Linked DNA regions of Gossypium hirsutum: regions 1, 2 and 4 are each linked to region 3. A link is a contact called in public Hi-C data. All regions are on one chromosome and are shown on one strand. Each heading gives the region's core, a stretch centred on a gene start, on an enhancer-like site or on the middle of the called end of the contact. The rest is flanking DNA. Distances are from core to core; before and after follow the strand shown. Region 1 holds the start of LOC107902015 (COP9 signalosome complex subunit 5b). Region 2 holds the start of LOC107900430 (flowering-promoting factor 1-like protein 2). Region 3 holds the start of LOC107902006 (protein CUP-SHAPED COTYLEDON 1). Region 4 holds the start of LOC107902018.

Evidence for each region. Hi-C and Micro-C count contacts between places; a contact is called where the count stands out from the background.
Region 1: a contact with region 3 is called in a Hi-C map of leaf, with 3 times the contacts expected there. The contact joins the promoter of LOC107902015 here to the promoter of LOC107902006 in region 3. A contact is called at or near these places in 11 of 34 Hi-C or Micro-C datasets (callus, hypocotyl, leaf and 1 more).
Region 2: a contact with region 3 is called in a Hi-C map of leaf, with 2.5 times the contacts expected there. The contact joins the promoter of LOC107900430 here to the promoter of LOC107902006 in region 3. A contact is called at or near these places in 8 of 34 Hi-C or Micro-C datasets (hypocotyl and leaf).
Region 4: a Hi-C map of leaf shows a contact between it and region 3, with 4 times the contacts expected there. The contact joins the promoter of LOC107902018 here to the promoter of LOC107902006 in region 3. A contact is called at or near these places in 2 of 34 Hi-C or Micro-C datasets (both in leaf).

Annotation. Positions count from the first base shown.
Region 1 is chrD06:26,779,079-26,782,656 of Gossypium_hirsutum_v2.1, forward strand. It overlaps LOC107902015 (COP9 signalosome complex subunit 5b), which reads right to left and starts at 1,682. Exons shown (of 6, transcript XR_001685551.2): 1 at 1,194-1,682; 2 at 799-1,080; 3 at 568-715; 4 at 424-497; 5 at 265-349; 6 at 1-189. It overlaps LOC107902014, which reads right to left. Exons shown (of 3, transcript XM_041095444.1): 3 at 2,764-2,961. The coding sequence ends at 2,925.
Region 2 is chrD06:26,805,245-26,808,820 of Gossypium_hirsutum_v2.1, forward strand. It overlaps LOC107900430 (flowering-promoting factor 1-like protein 2), which reads right to left and starts at 1,721. Exons shown (of 1, transcript XM_016826029.2): 1 at 1,045-1,721. The coding sequence starts at 1,643. The coding sequence ends at 1,344.
Region 3 is chrD06:27,148,945-27,152,553 of Gossypium_hirsutum_v2.1, forward strand. LOC107902006 (protein CUP-SHAPED COTYLEDON 1) reads right to left here and starts at 1,385. Exons shown (of 3, transcript XM_016828203.2): 1 at 1,168-1,385; 2 at 365-645; 3 at 1-229. The coding sequence starts at 1,339.
Region 4 is chrD06:26,725,557-26,728,988 of Gossypium_hirsutum_v2.1, forward strand. LOC107902018 reads right to left here and starts at 1,965. Exons shown (of 4, transcript XM_041095435.1): 1 at 1,621-1,965; 2 at 1-1,036. The coding sequence starts at 919. LOC107902016 (plasma membrane ATPase 4) reads right to left here. Exons shown (of 16, transcript XM_016828230.2): 15 at 3,203-3,384; 16 at 2,802-3,126. The coding sequence ends at 3,030.

The DNA.
Region 1 (3,578 bases), core at 432-2,931, 370 kb before region 3:
AAAAAGCTTAGTTCCAAGATGACCACCACAACTAAGGATTTACGAAGCTATTCAGCCTGCAATCAATTTCCCTTTTTTTCTTGTTAAAAATGGGTCTCTCAAGCTGTAATCATTTCATCTTTGGCTGATAGCCTCACCACACACCTATTTTGACTGTCTAACCGAGTTGAAAAGGATGTCTTTGATAACCTGATCATATATAACATAAAATTGAGAATCAATTTATGGCGTGCTATTTCTTTGAATCTGAAACAACTCAGTCACCTGTGACATTAAACCATGGGCTTGCTCTACTGTTATCTTTGAACTATCTCTCGTAATCTTACCAAGATGTGATTCTTCCTGGTATCTGACATTGTATATTTAGTCATTTGTCCTTGAAATAGATTGAGAGAACGTAGAAATGACAAAGATAATACCGACCTTCTTTCGAGAGGTCCCCAGGGGACCAATACGAGAATGTGTCAAATGATTCTCTGCTTGCTCCAGCTTTTCAGCTGATGGAAATAAACAACAAAGTTGGTCACAATTTCATGTGCATATACTATGTGCACAAGAAAGAAATACCTAAATCTGAAAGTTGTCCAGCAACATAATCTCCATTGCCAAGAAGAGGTGAAGAAGAAAGGGTATTGACCCAGTACTTGTTCCATAACAAATCCAAGAGATGACAATCAAGAGAGGACTTGAAATAAGTGATATTCAAAGCATAATACTGCAAGAAAAAAGACATAGTAAGTGAGAGGAGGAGCAGTCCAGGAAAAGAAAATTAAAAGTGAAAGATTATATGATAACGACCTGTTTACAGTGGACGCCAAAGTCTTCGATTTTGTTGAGAGGAATGGTTTGGTACTCTGAGATGGGATCATCAGTAGGTTTATAACCTTCAGGGTATGTCCTGAAAGCACCAATGTCGACTTTTCCAGCAGAAACAGTCCTGGTTGGATCAATTACAACCGCCAGGAAAGGTTCCTGAAATTGCTGGTTAAGCATTTGGGTTGAAACATCGATTCCAGAGAGCCAGCAACCGTACCCTGGATGAGAATGGTACCATCCAACAACATTCTCTAATCGACCAGCCTATGAACCAACAGAAACCATTTTCATATGTAAGACAGACAACATGTTATCATGCATGTATGATTTTCATTACAGGGTATGACTGACAACAAATGTTAAAAAGAAAGGAGGACCTGCTTGTTGGTCTGGGAATAATCGACCATATACTCGTAGGCATCGGCCTGAGCATTGACCCTGGTTTCTGTGCCTTCAACAGGCAAAGCAAAGGCGTCCATGACAATGATGGCATCGCCACCGGTCTTGCCTTGCATGAGGCCCATGACCTCAATGGTGCCACCAGAGCGGGCGTGGATGACCATCTTGAGGAGAGCGAGGGCGGAGATCTTAACGCGTTTGAAAAAGTGGGGATCATTGCCCCAAGGCTTGGCTTTGAGGGACATGGCTTGAGCCACCTCGTCGTAGTAAAATATGAAGTCGGATGAAGGGTTAGGCGCTTCCACTGCTAGTATATTGTTCTCTAACTCCCACGTTTTCTGGGCTATTGCGGAATCCATTCTTCTGTACTTGCACTCGCACTCGCAACTTACTGACCCAAGGCCATTCCCATGCCCATGCTTTTTCTTTTTCTATATATCAACCTACCTGAAAGAAAGGGATCGAAACTGTCGCCTGTTTTAGTCCCGTTATTATCGGTTGCCCCCAAAACTTTTGGTTTTTAATGGGCTTGGCCTTTTATGTTGTACTTGCTCCTAATTATTATTGATTGCATAATCAAAATCTGACGATGCGGTGCATACAAAAGCTTTGCTCAATGACTGAAAGAAACACAAATTACCAGCAACATTGCATTTTCAGACAAAAATTTTATGTTCGGCCCTAAAAAGATTAGTTTTCGTTAATAGACTTTCTAAAAAAATATGAATATGTATCATGTTTCATCTTTAAAAATTGGACATGGAGGATGCGTTTTCATGTACTTGGCCATGTCCATTGCTTCACCTACAATATCCGGCAGCAATAACAACTTAATCAAGCCTAATATTTAGGCATCAGCAATTGGTATCACATTTTTATTTACTACACGAGTGGGAATGAAATAAACCATAACAGTCAAATAAATCAGTAAAGTTTTGGTCAAATTGAACAGATCATCAATTTTCAAATTGATTGGTCCGACCAGTTTATCTCATTTAATCAAATAAATCATTAAAAAAATCATAAAATGAAAAACATTAGAAAATAAAAATAATTAATTTTTTAACCCAATTCAAATAGTTTCAAATAGTTCATTATTCAAGTTCAATACTCGAGTAGTTCCAATCTAATTGATCGATCCAACTTAAAAGACACTACAAACCATATAATAAAAAATTGGCATCTACAAAATTTATTTCTAATGATAGGGAGCCAAAGGAAACAATTTTTATATCCATTTATGGCTCACATATCTTACAAGTGTTTAGTTTTTCTTCCTAACATCTTCCACTTAAGTATAACAAACATTTAAATAAAGAAGCATTCTTAGACCATATGTGAGAGTTTTTTTTTTTTTTATTTGAGCCAAAGAAGAAGAAAAAAAAAGTATCTACAAATGGAAAATCGTAAGAGAAATGTGGATACCAAACACTATGTAACAACAAAAAGTCATTTTCAGGCATATTAATATAACAGTATGACTGTATGAGAAATAAAAAACTATGATGGCGACTTCTCAACTGGCAATTATCAACCATATACGAATAATTTAACTTTAAATTCCACTTCTTTGAAATTCAAATCTAACCACAACCATAAGAAGTTCAATCATATATTCTTTTCACATGTTTTCAAATCTAAAACTATCTGCTGGCCCTGCACCAATGTGTCTAATTTGCTTTCCACTTCTACACGATTAACGCTTCGCTTCAATTGTCATAAAAGCGGGAGCGACGTCTTGGTGAACTGTAAAATCATGAAAAACCAGAAATTAAACTTCCGAGGAAAATAAAATCATGAAACTAGATACTGAGGTTGCGTAACCCTAACAAGCTAGGCATGTCAACATAACAACTGCGTTGCGTCGACTTCTATAGCTTTCACTGCTCACTTTTACTCATGGACGATGATGTTGAAGAAGAAAGAAATCTACAACATATAATGTGGACCTATCGCTCAGTAGCCAACAGCAATGATGCATGAAAAATCAAGCTAGTTTACATAGCATGCAGCTACACCATGCACAATTATGAAGCTGAAACAAATTCTATCATTTATGGTACTAGTTGCATCACAAATTTGTTTCATTCCGAACTTCTCTTTAGATACCATGGCTAACCGCAGAAGCTGTTCTAATGCAGGCCAAATATCATTAATTATCTAAAAAACTGTCTTTATGATTATCTTCAGGGAGACAAATGATTTCACATATAACTGTCTAGGCAGAAATCCAATAAATACCATGGGCTATGCAACGCTTTTCGACATCTGCGGCTAATGTAACGCATTTTCTTATGTGATGCTCATGAAAAACTTTAGTTAGGAAGACAATAAGTAAAGCTAGAGGTGAATAGAACAAAGAA
Region 2 (3,576 bases), core at 471-2,970, 340 kb before region 3:
GACAAATATATTATGTCATGTCAACTTGTTATTTTCATAAAATTCTCTTAGGAAAACTATGATATTTTAGCTAATCAATTAATGTCTATTGTTTTAGTCGAGATTGAAATTTCAAACTTTTTAAAAAAATTAGAAATGATCAAATTGGAGAATAGACAACTAATAGTAGAATTTTGCCTAATAAATTTAATTGATACCGTTTGTGTCCAGACTAGAGTTTCAAAATTCCAAAAATACATAAATTAAAAATGATCAAGTAATAATAGAAGGACTCCATCAATAATTTATGCATAGTATAGGGGATAATAGCAAAATGTGACCAATACTTTCAGTGAGAAAATATGTTCCAAATTATTTGAGTTAATTAGATAGAGTTGAGCAAGTGAATCAATTAAAAGAAATTTCGAGCATCAATTAGCTCTCCAAATATCTCATATATATAATCAATATTCTCATTTTGTCTATTTGTCAATTGATTGTTCTCTCTTTAAGATTAATTTAAAGAGGAATATTTTTAAGTTTAATCCTTTGGGATAATTCCTTTTTTATTTATTCTCAACTTCTCCTTCATTTTATCAGACTTGGTGTATGTGATCATGCACTAGAAACTGTTATTAGTTTGAAAAGAAAATAGTTGTGTAATTTTCCAATGTATTTATTAGTTTTAGAATGCAAACTGGTTAACAAAATCATTCTTTTTCTCAATTAAATTTGTTAGTTTATCGAAACCCATGTAGCCATTATTTCAGAATAGAATAGATTATCTACTAGGAGATAATATTTTGTTAATTTTTACAGTTGAATTTATTTTCCATATTTATATTTACAATCTTAAAATTAACCCTTTCGAAATCAAAGTTTTGTGTGATGATTAAAAGAGTATATGTTTGATGAAATTTAGCAGCAAATGGTAAGAAGAAATGATAAACTGATTATGCGGGGCTCACACTTTTTAGCTGTCATGTCTCTCGACAAAACAACTGCTGCAGGCTGACATGGCATAAAGTTGTGATGCAATCTTAAACTGCTGTCAACTCCATGACTTCATTATTATTAAAGATCGCAAATATGTACATACGGACATCAAACAAAGCAAGCCATAAATACATACACAACACAGACACTAACTAGTCCACTTTATTATACCAACTAGCTATAGCAGGTCGTAAAGAGGAGAGACCTGCTAAAATCCTAGTGGAACCGATTTTAAACACACACACACACACACACACTATGGTATATATATATATTGGCCTAACATATGAAATAAAAGCAGCCTCAGAAACGGGGGAGAAAACAGAGATCGAGCTGAAGGCTGCAGTGCATATACTAAGGTACGTAGCTTACATATCCCTTACGTGGAAGACATTGGGATTCTTAACGACAATGTCATACATGTGAACGGAGCCGAACTTGGAAAAGTCCTTAGGAAGTGAAATGAGGTCAATGGAAGAGTGCTTGTGGTATTGATAGAAGTCAGGGTCACCCCCGTAGTACCTCTCCCACCCCAATCCTCTCAATATATTCTCAAGAGATGAGTAGGATGATACTGCCTCACCTGATGGTAAGTGTACCAACACCCTTCTCTTCGGACTGCTTTCCAACCGGTATACACCATTGTTAAACACCCACACTCCTGACATTTTTGTTTTGTTTTTCTTTTCTATAAAGGGGAATTAAGAAGAAAGAAAACTACTGTAGGTTGTTGGTGGTGAGGGAAGAAGGGGAGGTGATGGGGTCTATATATATACATAAATAAATGTGTGTGTCGAGGGGGACACATTAAAACAAGAGGAGCATGAAATAATGATATGGAAAGGTAAAGAAAGAAGAGTTGATGATGGACATGTTTGGTTTTGGTAGAGAATCCAGATATTGTGGGAGACCATGGGTTTAAATAACAGGGTACATGGATGCCTTTAGGATGTAATTTAGGGTACACATACCATCCGTGGGGGTGTGGTTTTAGATTGACAAAGAATCTAATTTTTCTTATTTATAATAATATATGTATATGTATGTTATGTAAGTTTTCATTGCTTTTAGAGCATGGAATCTTGTTTTATGTTATATAATAGGGTGACTCACTGGAATCGTTTTGAAAAGTATGGCAGTGGAAGGTATGTCTGCATATTCTATCGCTGGTTGAAGCCAGCTCACTTATTATTAACATCACGAGATGTCCACGTGAAAGAAAGCCGCACGCCGCACAATTTTTGTCCTTGGACTGATTTTGGTGGAAGGCAGAAGATACCCTACCCCCCCCCTTCCTTAGATTTCATTAAACATCAACTAATTATATTGCTACAAATAGGGTTTTGAGTTTTGATGACTGAAAAATGGCCATACTATCGAAAAGTTGATATTGGATTAACATAAACTTTTACTATTTTTATTTTGAAGAAGTTATAAATGAATTTTTGATGTAAAGAGACAAATTTCTATTCTTAAGAGGGTAGGACCCTTGCCTGTCCCACTACTAGATATCTATCCGCTCTAATTACCGTACTTGTATAAATATGATCCTACCAATAATGAATGAAAACTTGTGTGAACACCAGGAAATGGAAATCTAATTAATTAAAAACTAATGTTGATATAGATATTAAAGTCAATTCGAAAATCATTGGAGCCTAAAGCAGCAAAGTGAAAACAGGACCACAACATTACGTTTTAGTCATCTTTATATGAGAGACTAGAAATTTATCCTCAATGTTTTTAGTTGGTAAAAAATGCAACATAACCCACATGGCATCACATGGGGTAGCTAGCTGGATGGTCCTTCATGCCCGTCTAGTCAAATCTATCATTACCATGTACTTTGTCTTCGATATCCATCCTATGCTACATTATGAACTCTACTTTTCTTTTCCTTTCTTGTATTTTCCCCATTTACAGTTGTTTGGATAATTTTTTTATTCTGTGTAGGATTCATAAACTGTGACTATTATTTTTAATAATAATATTTTTTTTGTTAAGATGCTAGTACCTTATTATTACATTCAATATTTACTAATTTATTTAGATTTTCTTGAGAATTAAGACCAAGTCCAATTTTTATAAAATATTTTTTGAACTAGACTGTTAATTCAGAGCGCCATGAAATAACATTAACACATACATATTCATTTTGGAAAATTTTTCTTAAATTATTTTTTTAAAATTCTTTAAATAAAATAAATACAATATAAATTATATTTGTTACAAAATATTATTGAAAAATTATCTTTTAACAACCAAAATTTATCTAAAAATAACTATTTTATCTTATAAAAAGTTAATGGTAACAAATACCTAATTAAAATTCAAAGTTAAATGTACGAGAGTGGAGGAAAGGAATACAGGAATCTCAATTGGATTTAAACAAATAGCCATATTTATACAATTAAAATATTATCATAAAATATTTATTATTAAATACTTATAAATTATAATATATATTTATTATTAAAATATTAATAGAAAGTATTTTTAATAAAATATTAATAATAAAAAGTATAATTAATGTTAAAACTTATTATTAAAATAAAATTGTATTATTAAATAATTGAATTATAGTAATAATCTATTATATAC
Region 3 (3,609 bases), core at 135-2,634:
ATGGAATAGGTAGATTGGCACTACAGCTAGGACCACCCCTTAGAACCCTTGAAAGTTCCGCTCCCATAGACAAGTGATAGTTCTCCGCCTGCATCATTGGTAACAGACTTCCTCCTCCTATATCTAAATTGTAGGGATTCACTGCAGCTCTGGATTGATTTGAGGCTGACGGATACTTCTTCAACCCCGCACTCTTCTGAAACACGCGGCAGACCACCCATTCCTCCTGCTGAAGTTACAACGGGCATGGCATGGACTTTATTAATGTCAGATTAGGAATTGAACTGATATAATATTAGGTAATTAATGAATATATAGTAAAATCAAAAGTAGCAGATGGGCAGATGGTGAAGGGGGTCCGTACCTTGTTAGTTCTAAAAGATGATTTAGAGTGAATACGGTACTCATGCATGACCCAATTGGTTTTCTCCCCTCTAGGAGCTCTCCCTCGGTAAAACACTAAGGTCTTCTTCATCCCAACCAACTCTGATGTGACTCTACTGTTACTGTTGAAGATCTCCTTGTCCTTTCCCGTGGTCTTCCAGTAACCTGTGTTGGTTGCTCGGTTTGTTCTTACACCAGTTGGGTATTTTCGATCGCGAAGGCTGAAAAAGTACCACTCTTTTTCTCCCATTTTTGCCTTCCCTGTTGATCACTCCAGATTAGGGTTTGGTAAGATCCATCATATATACAATATCAGTAGTCAGCTCATCTCATACAATAATTATTATATATATATGCAAAGATTATCTCTTTGTTTCTTAAAGAATATACATATATATACATACATGTAAGTATAATATGCTAGAAGAAATGATAATGCAAGTTTATCCATTAATTCAAGCTTCTTAATTTGAAAAGCAGTAGGTAAACCAAAAAAAGCAATTTACACTGCAACTCTAATTTTGTCGTAAACTTCCTTTTTCTTTAATAAAATATTTTTCCTGAGATTAAAGAAAGCAAGTTATGTATAGAACTTACCTATGTTGATAGCTGCAGCCTTTCCATATTGGAAGAAAGAACATAAATATAACTGAATTTGGCCTTTTCATAATTTGTTTCAGAAGACTAAACATGATTCAAAGATGCGAAACGTATGAAGGTATGGATCTATATATTTGTTTTATGGAGAAAGTAAACAAAGGAAATATAGGTAGGTTAAAGTACCAGGAAGGTCCCAGGGCTCGCATTTGTTGAGATCAACGTCGGCAATTGCTCTTCCAGTGAAGTTAGCATCTGAAATCTTGTTTACAAGATAGAAAGTGATGAGCTCTTCATCAGTTGGATGAAACCGAAATCCTGGTGGCAACGTTTCTTCCTTTCCCTTATCTCCTTCCATTCTTATTTTTTCCTTTCAATAATTTCTGCTTTTCTTCTATTTAATTTGCTCCTGTATAAAATATATAATATTGTAAAACAAATTGAAAAAGAAAAAAAAACCAATAGGCAATAGACAAAGGAGGAAGCAAGCAAGGAGAAGTAAAAAGAGTACGGCGATTAATTTCCTTCCCAAATAACAGAAATGAAGCAAGCAACGTTGAAAACCTAAGTAGCTTACTTGCAAACAAGATAAACAAAAACAAAAAGAAACAAGTATTGAATAACAAATTCTTCGATTAGGTTTCGCTGCTTATATATATATATATATATCATAAACAAAAGTGTTTTAAAAAAAAAAAGAATAGAAGGCAGCTGGTTGGTTTTCTTACTTTGCTAGCAATAGCATGCACAAGAAAGAAAGAAAGAAAAGGAAGGATTTAAACCATATATCATGATTCTTGCAGGGTGTGTATCTATGAAGCTCTCACCTACTATGGGTCTTCACTTTGAAGGTACACTATATATTTTGTCCACGTCCTTTATATTTTATTTATTTATTTACTATAATCTTTTTATTTAATTCTAAAATAACAATATGCTTAGTCATATAAGAAATCCCTTTTCTGATATTTACGCCATTGCCCTCTTGTCCTGGAGCTTAGATCCAGTCAAATTAGCTTGTTTTTCTACTGCTCACAAGTAAATGAATATTTCTACCAGAACCAATTTTATATATTTGCTGGCTAGAGCAAACGAAGTTCAACAAGTCGTGTGTGTATATATTTATCTTGGTTATGGTTATGGGATGTAGCATCTCTATAATTAAGCAAGATAAATGATGGAAATTAGACAATGCACTCACTCACTCACTCAGCAGCTGCTATTAATATAAACAGCATGTTTGTTTATATTATAATTAATAATATGTGTAACAAAGACACGTGATGATCCATCTCCTTTGAATTGTTTAGACTAAGGGGCCAGGGGTGTTCCTGGGTCGACAACCGCTGCCATAGAAAAATGAAGGAATCAAGGAAATATCCAACATTTATTAGACCACTCTCCTCGATTCCCTTCATTTCTCCCACTTCTGCTGCTCATGTTTCGCCTCCTTTGCTTTTTATGTGCATACATATATTAGGTTTATGGTTTTTGTTAAATTACTTGTTCAAATAGAATTTAACTCTTCATCTTCAATCATATTGTTATTCCTCAGTTATAAATTAAGATTTTGAGCTCATTTTATATTATTTTTATATATATGAAGCTTGCATTCACATATTCAGCACGACTCTCCAATACGTGTTGGCATTCTCTAAAGTTGTTAAAAATAATTTCACGACGACTTTTGTTTTATTAAAATCAACGTATGCATATATGGAGGGTAAAACTTTCGAGAAGAATGATTGAAGGATAATGATAAAAGTAAAAGGCAGTAGAGATAACAGGAGATTCATGGTTGGCAATGGCATGCTACTTGTCAAACACTTCAACATATTAATATTAATTAAGAGGCAAGCTCATTGTTACGTCTTTCCTGGTATGTACATATATACACATATGCATTTGGACATGGATCGTAATTGATACGACAGAAAATCAACTCTGAATGAAATATATATTTATATCTATAAAGGGAGAAGAAGGGAAGAAAGAAAGGATTATGTAGAGTGCTGCGATGATATTTGTTCCCAAAAAGGATGCAAGATATTCAAAGGAGTAGTTGCATGCCAGAAAAAGACAGTTGAAAATTACGGATGCACAATCAATCTAGCTCTAACCCATGTTTAGTACTACACTAATTACAACTTCTTCAACCATCTAAAATCTTTTTTTGGTTTCTTCTGCAAACAAACAAGAGGTTGGGGTTTCCTTGTCCAATTAGTTTCTTTCTTGTATTCCTTCTCCATAAACAATTTAGTTATAGTTAATGCTATAAATGGTGCTGGGATATAATGGGCTACTATGTGTTAGGTTGGAACTTGGATATATACACACTATATATTACATATCCCATGAGAAGAAGCTTGAAAGAAATTATGTGATATCCATTCATGCAAGTTAATTTGAGTGAGTTTAGGGTTTAACAATGCTCTTTACTTTAAGTCAATGACTGTAGCTGAGATCTCGCTTGGCTGCTAAAAAGAGAGAGACTTGGATATCATTATTAACATAGACTTGGCTACTTTGATGCTTCAGGTGTGAATTCCATTCCTTTTCAGTCAGCTACTTTCGACTTATTGACAATACCAAAATCAAGTGATGATGTAGTGTAGAACCCAGCAAATG
Region 4 (3,432 bases), core at 715-3,214, 420 kb before region 3:
TAGCACATTCGACAGAAACTCCTCCAAGGCCCTGTGCTGCTGCGATCTGCTCCATACGTTTCTTCAATGTCCCGATATCGTATAAGCCACCACTGTCATAGTAGCTAATGAAGTCACTACTGCCTGCCACTGCCAGAGCCTTGCGGGCACCACCAACACTAGCTGAGCAAAATGGAATCCCAAGTGGTGCGAGCAGAGGACTTCTAGAAAGATCAATTTGGTTAGCTTGCTCCACCTCTTGCCCATCTTCAACAACGGCTCCTACAGCCTGACCTTTACCAGGCACCCTTGGTTTTTCTGCAGAGTGCACCAGACCTCTTACAATTTCAGGCAGCTCAGCAACTGCTTGAAGATGCTGCACTGGTCTCTGATAATCATAAGGAGTCAAATCACCATTTTCGATACCCAACTTACTGACATTGTCTTCCATCCCCATTGAATGATGTGAAACACTCTCAGCCTTCCCACTTGGCCCGAGTGGGCTTGGTCTATCCCTTGGCTTTCTATCCCATATTCCAGACCTAGCCTTTCGTGGGGATGACACTGGAAAAACCCCATTTGACCAAATGTCTGCATTTTGATTGTGGTTGGGAACAAGGGATCCAGACACTTCATGTGCATCTTCTCTACCAGGAGACCTCTCCACAGTTTGTATCAAAGATATCACGGGACCCGGTGGTGGAGTCTTAGCCTGACATGCATTTTTCAAGATTGAACGTATCAACTGATTATGCAGTGACAGATTCTGCCTCCCAATAATGCAGTAACACGACTTATCAAACTCGCATTTACTGAGCTTCTGGCTTAAAAACCTACTCAAATTATAAAAGTACCTTTTTGACCTCTCAGCTCCAATCTTCTTCACTATCTGAGCTTTCAGTTCACCTAAGTCAATTCTGGAGCCCTGCTGGGATTGCATTGCTCGATAAACAGATTCCTACACCATTCACAGAACTACAAAACCACTGAAACCCGTTTCCAAACCCAATTTACAGTTTTCTCCAACACCAAACAAGTCCAAATCCGCTTTGCATACCTTACAATGCCAACCAAACTCTCAGTCTATGCATATAGAAAGTAAAGCAGTAAGCCTGAAAATCCTAGAGAGAGACCAAAAAAAAAAAAAAAGAACCCAAGAGTTTCCAAGGTGGATAGAATTATTGCAGTTTCCAAACATGCCGAAATTGACCCAAGTTGAAACCATACAATGTAAACCCAAATCTCATTTTTGCAGAACCAAAACCCTAAGGATCAAACTCCACTTTAGTAGTTGATAGAAACCCCACTAAACAAAGCCGAAATTCCATAACGAATCAAAACCCTAGAGTTGGAATCAACGAAACTCAAAAGAAACAAGAGAGCGTCGTCTCAACCCCGCGAACCGTAAACTAAAATCACCGCAGCAATTAAAACCTACAAGATAATTTTTTTAATTATAGGCAATGAAAAAAGAGTTCGGAATTGAAAATATGAAGTTGGGAGGAATGAGATCAGTGGAGCTGGTAGGATAAGAGCAGAGCACAGTGCAGGAATTACAGAGGCAAAAAAGTAGAATGAACACCGAAAAACAAGCTCCAAAGCAATGAAAAAAATAGAAGGGTTAAAAGATTGATAGCTGACCTTGGACAACTTGCTTGAAGAATTGCATAGAAATCGAGTGCCACTGAGTTGTTGTTTAGGGGATGGATTGATGGCAGGCAGCCTCGATTTTTTTCTTCTTCTTTATTTACAATAATTTGTGTGTGTAATTGAGAATGACTGCATTTCCTCCCAAAATTTTCGAGCTTTCCCTTCTTCTTGATTTGGTATTATTATTTCAGCTCCTCTCTGTTTTGTTTTTGTGTTACTAGATCGATCGATCGCTAGCCCACTGCTGCTATTTTAGTTTCTATAAATGGTTTAATTTTCTTCCAGTCCTTGTAGTAGTTAGACTTTTGAAATTTAGTCTTTATTCTTTTAATTTTAGGATTTTAATCCCTCGGTAGATTTATAAATTAGCTTTCTGTTCGGATTAATACTCTCAAAAGGAAAGGAAAAATAATCTTATTTGGATACTTAAAATTAGTAAAGAAAAGTGATGTAATTTTTGTATAAAGTTTTACCAATTTTTATTTAAATAAACAAATAATATTAAATTTTTTTTTGCAATTATAAGTTTTTTTAAGAAAAACCATGTTAAAAGTGATGAGGACAAACTATATACTCTACATTGTAAATGATTATAAAATTTTGTTTGATTTCCTTTCCCTAATATTTCCACAAGTTGAGGTAAATTTTGAAGAAAAGAAAGGGATACTCAACTTGGTTAACTTTTTTATAATTTGAATTAAAAATTTTATCAATTTTGTTTCCCCTCTAATATCAATCCAAGTTCAATTGAAAACACAATTAATAGGCTCCCCTTGTGAACTCATTCAAATTATCAATTGTCTAATTCAGACGATAAGAGAATAAATTCTTGACAGTAAAAGCAAAGGGACTAAATTTAAAAAATTATAAAGAGTACATAGACTGAGGGCATAATTAGACGTATTAAAATCCTATTAAATGCATGTCTGTCTTCTTTATCGCTCTTTCTCATCCTGTTTTCTTTTTCTTCGTAAATTTATTTTCTATTTTGCAAATATTTGTTTTGAGAATTTGGGCTATAACATGCATATGTGAAACTGAAAAAAATCAAGAGTGGTAATTTCCTCCTGTTGTATTGGACTAGTTTAATGCTCATCCTCATTTACCAAGTTGGCCAGATAGCAGAATTGGGTTTGATGAAGCAAGGGTGTATGCATCAGACGATAAAAACGTTGAGCAAACAAAGAGCCTTGGATTAGATGATGTTATTAATTAACCTTTCTGCATCCCAAAGAGGTAATCACAATGAACACAAATTCCGACATTTAGGAAAAAGGAAAATTATCCTAAATCTATACTACTACTATAAGCCGATTGATAACAATATTAATATTAATATCCGGGGTGATTGTTCGTCATTATAACTCCTTTTTTTCTTGGAGGGGAAATAACATCCATCTTTAAACGGTGTAATGCTGCTGAATGTTATCGATATCAAGCCCCTTGAGCTTAACGACTGATTCAACATGCCCCTTCAGTGTATTCAGCTCCCTCAGCCTACACCATGAAATCCCCATTTCATTAAACATCTCACTTCACATATTTTGCAAGAAAATATTATTAGATATCTCACCTTGCAACCTCAGCCCTGCGCTTGGCCTGCTCTGCGATTTCTGAAAGTTCCCTGTAACTGCTCCTTTCATTGAAAATGCTTGTGGTTTCAGGTGGTTGAAGGCCATGCAGAGTCCTCTGCGCAGCTGCCCATTGTGCTTCCCTTTCCTCTTTCCCGTAATCTTTCTTCGTAGTGAAGGCAGTCTGCAATGGTTTTCAATGAGACCCAAACATCAATCAAATCACCAAGAA